Linked DNA regions of Gossypium hirsutum: region 1 is linked to region 2. A link is a contact called in public Hi-C data. All regions are on one chromosome and are shown on one strand. Each heading gives the region's core, a stretch centred on a gene start, on an enhancer-like site or on the middle of the called end of the contact. The rest is flanking DNA. Distances are from core to core; before and after follow the strand shown. Region 1 holds the start of LOC107886429 (histidine kinase 3). Region 2 has its middle 4.5 kb from the start of LOC121219469.

Evidence for each region. A called contact is a pair of places that touch in the nucleus more often than the background predicts.
Region 1: a contact with region 2 is called in a Hi-C map of leaf, with 2.0 times the contacts expected there. The contact joins the promoter of LOC107886429 here to the enhancer-like site in region 2. A contact is called at or near these places in 11 of 34 Hi-C or Micro-C datasets (anther, leaf and petal).

What each region holds. Positions count from the first base shown.
Region 1 is chrA03:76,406,385-76,411,487 of Gossypium_hirsutum_v2.1, forward strand. It overlaps LOC107886429 (histidine kinase 3), which reads left to right and starts at 1,569. Exons shown (of 12, transcript XM_016810386.2): 1 at 1,569-3,066; 2 at 3,490-3,771; 3 at 4,069-4,238; 4 at 4,459-4,671; 5 at 4,952-5,103. The coding sequence starts at 2,578.
Region 2 is chrA03:76,372,768-76,377,954 of Gossypium_hirsutum_v2.1, forward strand. No RefSeq gene overlaps it. Among protein-coding and RNA genes, the nearest start is that of LOC121219469, 4.5 kb to the left of the region's middle. Within about 2 kb of position 2,229, at least 3 of the 9 cell types and tissues checked have an H3K27ac peak or open chromatin away from gene starts, as enhancers often do. A contact at or near this core is called in leaf, where this site is marked.

The DNA of each region.
Region 1 (5,103 bases), core at 319-2,818, 33 kb after region 2:
AAAAAACAATTCATTTTCTACTTGTTTAATCATTAGTTTTTAACATTTTTTTTAAATCAAGATGTTGATTATTAGTAGTAGTGATTAATCTTAGTCGTAAGTGTTTTTTAAAAAGGTAAAAAACTGACCATGAAATGTATTTAATTCTCATGGGTAGAGATCAAACTCTTTATCTATGTATCTATTATCTCTGGCTTTAATTGAGTTGGTGCCACTCATCAATCAAATTTTAATTTAGTTGAGAAATTACTAAAAATACATTTCTTTTCTATAAAGTAAGTTATATTATAATGAGAGCATTTTTGTCCATTTAGAATTTTATAAATCAATTAAAATTTATACACAATAAAATTTAAACAAAAAAAAACACTATAAATTTAAAATTTGCATTTCAAGTTTCAACCAAAACATCATAAACTTTTAATAAGTATATTTTGTTACATAATATTTTTTCATCTATATTATGAGTGTCATATTTTAGTTATACTTAAAATTTCTAATATAATTGGTGTCACAAATTAATTGAATTGGATTTTAAATATTGGACTTTATCATTTTAATTAAATTTTCATTTAATTTTTTATATAAATTTTTAATAATATATTCTTATGAATGTACCATAATTTAATATATATTATTTTTCAACGTCCTTAAACATACAAATGGAAAAAAAAACTCAAAAAAATTATTTTTAATTTTTTTTAGAAAATTATATTTGTTTTATGAATAGCACATAAACTAACACATTGTCAATAAATCATAAGATGTTAATTAAAAACTATTTATTTATTTATTTATTATACTTTTAAATGGTTAATTTATTTATGGATGATGCAAAATAGTATTGATTTAAATATATAAAACAAGGTAGTTTTATATCTTTTCATAATTATTCTTATGGATATTTTAACAATTTAACCAGAGGCGAAGTCAGGGGTTGGCATGCGCCCCGCCCCCCCTAAAATGTAAATTGTTCTTTTAGCCCTTAAAATGTTTTAAAAAATTTAAATTAATAAATGTAAAATTACACTTTGGCCTCCCCTAAAATTATAAAAATTCGATTTAATCCTATACAAATTATAAAGATATAAACTATAAAAAATTAAAATTTTATCTGGCCCCCTAAATATTTATTCTGGCTTCGCCCCTGAATTTAACCATTGGATTTTTCAATATATTTGTTCTTGTCATATAAGTGAACTTTTGAATCGACCAATATTTTTATTATATTGATCTAAAATATTATCTATATTAATATATATTTAGTTGTTTGAAATTTTTTTCATAAAATAAATAGTTAAAAAATTTAATTTGTGCCGAACTTAACATAGATGATTGAAGAATGAATATGACGATTGAATTGATATAATATTAATCATATAATTGTGTAAAACTATTTTATTTTACAACTATATAAATGATAATTAAATATAAAAAATATGGTTTTCTCATTTTATGCTGGGGGAGGTTCCAACTTTTATTAATTGAATTAGTTAATAAATTAAAAGGGGAAAAAAGAAAGAATAAGATAAGGTTGCATTAGTGCAACAGTGATAGTAGTAGAAAATGAAATGTTAAATTAAATACATTTGTAAGCATTGAATTTAAATTTATATTATTTTTGTTGAGAAAATAGTAGTAGTATTATTAAATTAGGGGGGGTTGGGGTGTCGTGAATGGTATGGGTAGAGATAATGGCCTATGCTAGCAGACATTTCTACAACCATATTCTTCTCATCTTCCTTTCATAGATTCTCTCAATCGTAGATGTCCATTAGTCCTACTCTTCTTATGTTCTTCTTTTCCCTCTTCAACTACAGCAGCAAAGTGTCATCTTTAGTAAATAATAAGATTACTTTGTACTAAAAATCAGCTCGAAAATTCTGTTGATAGATCTCAACAGGGTGTTGTTACAGGTGAAGTTTGGGTCTGGGGGGTCAAACAATAAAACCCACATGTTTAATTGCTGTCTTGGTGCTTGATTTTAGGAATTTAAGGATTTCCTGTCAGATTCTTTTGGCTTGAGGGAAGATTATGTTAGCTAAGTTTTTATTGATTTGATATCCAGTTTTGGAACCCTTTTGGTTTTCTGGACATTTTGGCCTAGTCTTTTTCTTGTTCTGGGATTTGGGTGGTGGTTAGAAAATTGAAACTCAGAATCTAGAGGGATTCTTTCATTCTCTCTATTTCTCTTTTTCTTTTATGGTAATTTTGAAAAATTTCCATGGTCTTCCTCAATTCAAGGTCCTATATCTTGCATTTCTCAGTTATTAGAGGGTGTAGTGCTGGATAAGATGGCATCTTTTGTTTTTTTTCTTTCCCGCACGGTTACAACACCTTCTGTCTTGTAGTCAATTTGGAGTTTGCTGGGTTTTTTTTAAAATATTTTATTCTCTTATCCCAAGGTTCTTGAGGTTTTCTGGAGATGTTGGATTTTACTAGACAGTTTTCTATAGATTTGACAATGGGTCTCTCTCTTTTCTAGCTGGAATAAACAAGCAGGTAAGACCCACTTTCAGGCTAAGGGGGGGGGTTACTGTTTGCTTAGTTAGCTGGTAATTGGTCACTGTTTCTTGGATGAGTTTGCTTCATGTATTTGGGTTTGGTTTAAAGGTGGGGCATCTGGTTTGGATGTTATGTTGCTGGATAGCATCTATGATTTCAATGAACTGGTCCATTAATGGTGAATTTAAGGACCCCAAGGCTGGTCTCCTTGGTGATAGTGGTAGCAAGATGTGGTTCAAATGTTGGGATGAAATCTCAAAGTATAGCTTCAAGATCCACCATCAGTACTACCAGTATATTGGTTCCAAGAGAGTTGGCAAGTCTTGGTGGAGAAAGCTCTTGTTTTCATGGGTAATTGGTTGGACCTTGGCTTCTATTTGGATCTTCTGTTGTATGAGCTCTCAAGCTACCGAAAAGCGCAAGGAGATGCTCGCTAGCATGTGTGATGAGAGAGCTAGGATGTTGCAGGATCAATTTAATGTCAGCATGAACCATATCCAGGCTCTCTCTATTTTGATCTCAACTTTCCACCATGGGAAATACCCATCTGCTATTGATCAGGTAATCCATATCCTCTTCTTCCAACTTTTTCTTAGCATTTTTTTTGTGCTTGATTGCGAATTGTTTAGTGTCTTCTTTGCCTTGTGCTCAAATCAAACTGTGAAATCTTGTTGCTCTTTTTTTGTTTTTTTTTTTAAATTTACTATGAAATTCAATCTAATTGCCAATTAAATTGATCTAGGTTAATCTTGGCTTCTCATTTGATGTGATTGATTGCCTGTGATTATACATTTTCAACTATAATGGTTGCTCCTGAATTTTAGATCAAATTGGAATTTTGGCAACTTGATACATGTTCCTCCTTCAGTATGTTAAGCGTGGTTATTTAACATTACACCAAAGAGATATATGTGTGTTCTAAGTTATGAATTATGATCACTTGTGTTTTATTCAACAAAGGAAACTCACTCTAAGAACCTGTAGAGGACTTTTGCGAGGTACACAGAACGAACTGCTTTTGAGAGGCCCCTCACAAGTGGGGTGGCATATGCTGTAAGGGTGCTCCACTCTGAAAGGGAACAATTTGAGAGGCAACAGGGCTGGACTATTAAGAGGATGGATACCCTTGAACAAAATCCAGTTCATAAGGATGACTATCATCCCGACTTCTTGGAACCGTCGCCAATTCAGGAAGAATATGCTCCTGTTATCTTTGCCCAGGATAGCGTTTCACATGTGGTTTCTATTGATGTGCTGTCTGGAAAGGTGAGTTTCTTTACTATTTTCTAAAAGGTTCTAGTGATTCCTTCAGTTGCCGTGGTCCATAGTGATGAAATTCACTGGAAGTTATGCTATTCCGATTTAAAGAAAATAACATAGAGGAGAAACCTTACTTTTATTAAGCATAGCAAGATTAAACCAACTAACTTTATAACTTCCTAGGTTGAAAGAATACCAAGTGTTTTCAATTTTTTAAGAGCTTGAGACTTTTTCAAGAAATAATATTGAGTCTGTTCATTACAATCTTCAGTTGTGAATCTTTAGTCTCTTGCATATCAACAGGAGGATCGTGAGAATGTATTGCGGGCAAGAAAATCAGGAAAAGGCGTGCTCACAGCTCCTTTTAGATTACTCAAAACAAATCGTCTTGGAGTTATTTTGACATTTGCAGTATACAAGAGGGATCTTCCCTCAAATGCAGCTCATAATGAGAGGATTCAAGCAACTGACGGGTATGTTTTCAGTAAAAACAAAAAAAAGTAGGCACAAATATTTAATCAATGTCTCCTTGTTTTATGCAAATATATGTGAATCCATCTTTGGAAACAAAAGCCAATCTCTTTTCAACCAGGGGTCCTTGATGTGAAGCTCCTCTTTAACAGTGCTGATAAGATGATATCTTTCATGATAGTTAAAAGATAACTTATCCTAATACCATCATTGCACAACCAGGTATCTTGGTGGAGTGTTTGATATTGAGTCACTCGTCGAGAAGCTGCTACAACAGCTTGCAAGTAAACAAACAATCCTTGTGAATGTGTTGGACACAACTAATCAGTCTTACCCGATCAGTATGTATGGCTCTAATACATCAAATGATGGGTTGGAGCATGTCAGCCACCTTAATTTTGGAGATCCTTTCAGAAAGCATGAGATGCGCTGCAGGTAATCCATAGATCTCTTATCATCTATTGATCTTGGCCCTGGAGTTCACCTTCTCTTTGATATGGACCTCTATTGTTGGTTCTTGACCAACCTCTTCTATTTCCTTATAAACAAAGTATTTTAGTAAAGTGGCCTTAGCAAGTGACATGTTGACCATTATTTAAGTTTCAACCGATATCTATAACGCATAAAGCCAATTTTTAAGAGGGTCTAAGTTCTTTAAAACATTTCAAAGATAAAGAACTTGTGTAGACATGGACTAAGCTTGGTCTTCATACAGGTTTAAACAAAAGCCACCATGGCCATGGTTAGCAATAACTACTTCGATTGGCATCCTTGTAATTGCATTACTTGTTGGATATATATTTCATGCAACTGTTAACCGAATTGCCAAGGTGGAAGATGATTGCCATAAGATGATGGAGCTAAAAA
Region 2 (5,187 bases), core at 979-3,478:
TGAGTTCACGGGACAGGAATCAGGGTCTGGTAGATACCCCATGGATCAACTCTCAAACTTTTAAGTTCTATGGATAAAGCCAAAAAGAAAATGCTTATGATTGGCGTAGCTATTGCGGTGTGAGTCATCCAAAAAGAGAGCCATGCGGCGCTTACACAGCCGACCTATAGGAATGGCATTTGGCACTCCCTATATGTATCCTTTTTTTCTCATCAATAATCATCTTTAAAATATTATATTTTCTTTATTAATAATTTATATTATAACTAGTAAGTTTTTACTTTAAAATAAAGAAAGTGTTGATAAAGATAAAAAAATTGGAATTATACGTACGTATATTTAGTTGAATTTAATTAATTGGAATTGAGTTGAATTAATTATTAAATAATTTAATTTAATATTAAATTCTAATTGAAACTAATTATATACTTAGTTGTAAGTTTAAAAATTATACTATATAAATTGGAAACCTATCACATGTATTGTGAAAAATTAATGATATAAATCAAGGTGATATTTGTCATATTTTTTAATTTGGTTGTAGAGTTAAAAAAATTACACTAATGATATATTAAATAATTACTCATATAAACTAATATATTTATATCGTATTTAAATTTATAGATATTTATTAATTGAACTTTATTTTAATTAACACCATTACTGCATTAATAATAAAAAATGTAAGTTTCATCGTGTTTAAATATATTTTTCTTCCACTTTTAAGAATTATAGAGGAGTTATGATTAATAAATATTGTATAAAAATTTATGAGATACCCATTGATAGAATGCATTCAAGCTTTTAGGCTAAAAGGAGAAGAAGGTAGGTTTGGCAAATACCGACCGATGCATCAATGCGGAGACATCAATATCATTGAGTAATGGGTGGGTTGGTCCACCATTGAAATGTTCTGTGAACATATATCAACATTCAAAATTAATATAACCCCAAACTAATTAATCTAATCTTTTAATTTATGCTTTTCAAAAACAATAGTATTTTATTTTGTAATTTACTAAAAAACTTTAATTTATAAGAATCCAATTCATGTGGCATCTTCGGCGGACCAGATGGTCCACATCACACCACGTGCCAAACCCTTATAAGTGTTGAGATTACAGCTGATTAAACTTAAATAATTTTAGACACAACATAAATTCTTAATATATTTAATTATTTTTCTGTGATTACGTTTATATTAAGGTAAAAAATTGATTATAGTTTTTATCTCTTCACTATATTTAGTTAATTTTTATTTCACTAACATAATTAGAAATCTGGTGTGAAATTAAAATTTCCATCTTTTCTTTTAATTTTGAATTTCGGTTTGTAAAGATAATAAAAGAGATCAAAGTAAGCATGAAATAAAATCTCCAAAAGTACAGTAAAGAAATAACAACTATAATTTGACAATAGAAGAGCCGGCATCCTGACATGGCATGCAAAAACAAAGGAGAAATAGAATAAGTTAAAAGAAAACAAGGTTTAAACCTGGAAAATGATTGGGGTTGGGGGTTGGGGTTGGGGTTGAGATTAAGGGTGTTCATTCGGTTAACCGACCGGTTAACCGACCCGAAATTACTATAACCGAATTAACCGACCTTTCAAAAATTTTAACCGTTAACTGAACCGATTTTTTTAAAAAAAAATTTATGTATTTTAACCGAATTAACCGAAAATTATGTATTTTTTATTTTTGGTTAAAAATTACCCGAATTACCCGAATTACCCGAATTAACCGAATTAACCGAATTACCGAAAAATACCCGAATTTTTTTTATTTTTTATTTTTAAAATTTAAAAAATTTATAAATTATTAAAGTAAATTGGGTTTTAGACTTTAGTAAATTGGGTTGTCTTTTAGTTTTAGTTTTATTAGATTGGGTAATTGGGTAAACTTTAGTTTTAGTTTTATTGGGTTGGGTAATTGAGTTTGGGTTGGGTTGGATAATTTTATTTATTAATTTTTTCGGTTAACCGAAAATTTTCGATTAACCGACCGGTTTCGAACCGAATTAACCGTTAACCGAAAAATTATAAAAAAATTAACCGACCCCCAACCGAAAAAATTCGGTTAACCGACTGATTAACCGAATTCAGTCGGTTAACCGAATTTTTTCGGTTTTACCCGAATTATGCACACCCCTAGTTGAGATAGGGTTAATGGAGGGATGCCTGCCTACTTTATGGGACATTTAAAACGCTTCTTATTTATTCCTCCGCCAACCTCTTGACGATAGCAACTCGTCAGCTCTTTCTTCACACGTTGGTGGGTGGCGATGCCGTAAGCTCTGACGCCTGGTTGTGTCTTAATGTTAAATTCTTTATATTAATATATGACATTTGCTTAGGGTTCATGATACAATAACCTATCTGTTTAAATTAATATATATATTCTGCTTTGCTTTTGGTGCGACATTCAACTTTTTCGTCCCCTTTAGCTTTCATTCCTCCAAGTTTAACTTACAACTGAGTTTTTAATTTTATTGTTTCTCATGTTTGAACAAACTTCCTTTTCTTTAATATCGGAACTGTTTCCTCGTTGCTTTGGGACCCTTATCAATCTCATGTATAAAAAGTATGGAAGAATCTATTTATACGGACTTAATAAGTACATTTTTATAATTTTTTATACCATTAATAATTTAATTATTCAACTATTAAATTTATCAGTATAGTTATTTTTATCATGCATATAAATTTTTAAAATAATTTGATATTTCTATCATATCGATCTAAAATATTAATTTTATTAATTTATTTTTAACTATAGATTGTTAAGTATTTTTTAAAAAGTTTAAATACTAAGCTTCAAGCTATGATTTGACGATCAGGAAGATAGATCGGTACCCATTGACAAATAGAATAATATACCTTAGATCCAAGTAGATCTAGTGATCGGTGTTGGAGATCAGAAAAGAAAGTTTTTTGAATTTTGATTCGCAGATTCATGATATTTAAAGTTATTTCATGAAAAAATCTTAACTGTAGAATAGAAAGGGAAGAAAAACTTTCAATTGGTACGGACGGTGCAAATAGAGAAGACCATATAGTAATGATTTTAACAGTCTAATAACTTAAATGAAAACTTTTAAATAATTCAAGACTATTTTGTCAATGTGGCATTTTACCATGTCAACATGATCTACACGTGGTTGGGATTCAAACTTGATCAACATTGATGAGCAGATTTAATTTTTTTCTTTAAAGAGTTTAATTGAGTGCAAGTTTTGACGGACAACATAATTGATTTCTTTACTGGGCGCCCTTTTTACAGTTAAGCCTTGTTTTACTTCTCATCTTTCTCTTTTTCTGTTTTTCTCTAGTTTTCTAGGCAACCAAACGGACGATGCACGTAGAAGAACCATGATAGCAGGAAAATATAGAAATTTTTCCCTCTCCCTTCTCTTTTTATAAACAACCCCTCTCCTTTCTAAACTCAAAGTGAAACCAAAGTTTTGAATGGATTTTAATTATTGGGTTAAAAACTGCAACATGTAATGGCGAGATAAGTGTAGCTCTCAACCAAAAACATCTCCAATTAAGGAAAAAGCTGAAACCTCAACAAACAATAAGAAATACGTGCCCAGGGGCTTTCTTTTTTTATTATGGGTATTTATTTTTATCCTCTTTTTTTCTTTACAATCGAGGGTAATACCCAGATTTTTTTTTATGACTTTGGGTATTTTGTTTTTCCTCATATATAGCTATGTTTTGTTTTCTTTTTTAGATTTGTTAATTGGTAGCTTTAGTTCTTTTTTTAAATCCCCTATTTCACCGCCGTCCCTTTTCTTGGTGAGGTTTTTAAGGCACTACCTTTTTTTTTCCCCCAAATTTCCACTAAATTTTCTTAATTTAGATCTAAAAATCATTTGCTAATTTTTATTTTTATTTTATTACAGCTTATGGTGTCAAGTGTTTTTCTATGGAAACAGTGAAAGAATCTATGAGTTTTACTTTTCTTATTTAATTTGTATTTAATTTTCCACTGGATTTGATGCCGATGTTGTTCTCATCAATGAGTAGATATTGTGGTTTCGTGATTAGGTTGTTTCTTAAGAAGCCATGGAAATCGACCCTAAAGATGATGTATGAAAGGAGAGTGTTCTTGAGGAAATAAGAAAATTTTTGGGAAAAAGCAAATCTAGTTTACTTGAAAAGAAGAGAATTTATGGGTTTACTAGATTTGTTGGGTGAAAATTTTTCTTTGATATGAGTTTACTAGATTTATTGTATTTTTAAATTGTATTTATTATATTTTTTATATAAAATATTTGAGCTTGTATTTTTTATTATGTTTGTTTTATTGAAAATTATTTCTAAAAAATGATTTACTTTTTTTTAAAAGTTAATATGTTCTGGTGTTTTGATGAATAGTTGATGTTATTTGACAGATTTCTTAAAAATATTTAATAAAAGTCGTTTTCAATGAAATAAACATACATTTGAGATTTTCGTATCTTTTCATTATTTAATTGATTTTATTTTATATCTATAAATTTATATTTTACATTTTTTACATATGTTAAAAATATTTTGTTATATTCAAGTTCATTACAACATCATTTTTAATTACATAAATATTAAGTGAATATTTTTATTAAAAAATGTGACATCAAAAAAATTGACAAAAACATTAACAATGTCAACAAATGGACTTGATTTTCAAATCTGAAAGATAGAGAGGCTAAATTCTTGAAAATAAAAGTATAAAGACTAAATTGTAAATTTGTAAAGAGTACCTACACTTATCACATGGTTTAACCTTTGTACTATAAAAAAATTTATTGTTATTATATTTATAATTATAATAAATATTTATTATTAAAATATTAATATTTAATATTTTCAATCATATGTAAAGAATATTATTTAAAATTATTATTTTTAAAATTCATTATTAAAATAAAATTGAAATATTAAATAATTTATTAAAATAATAAATCATATTAATAATTTATTATATGACTAAATATAAATAATTAAATATTTATGTTTAATAATATTGAAAAATATAATATTTTATATTAATATATTAATATTTTTAAATATTTTTAAAATAAAAATGAATTTTATTATCAATATAATAATATTAAACTTGATTTAAGTTAATTTTTATATAAAAATAAAATTACCTATAGAGGAGTTCTTTTTTAGTACAGGAAAAATGGCTTATTTTGTTGA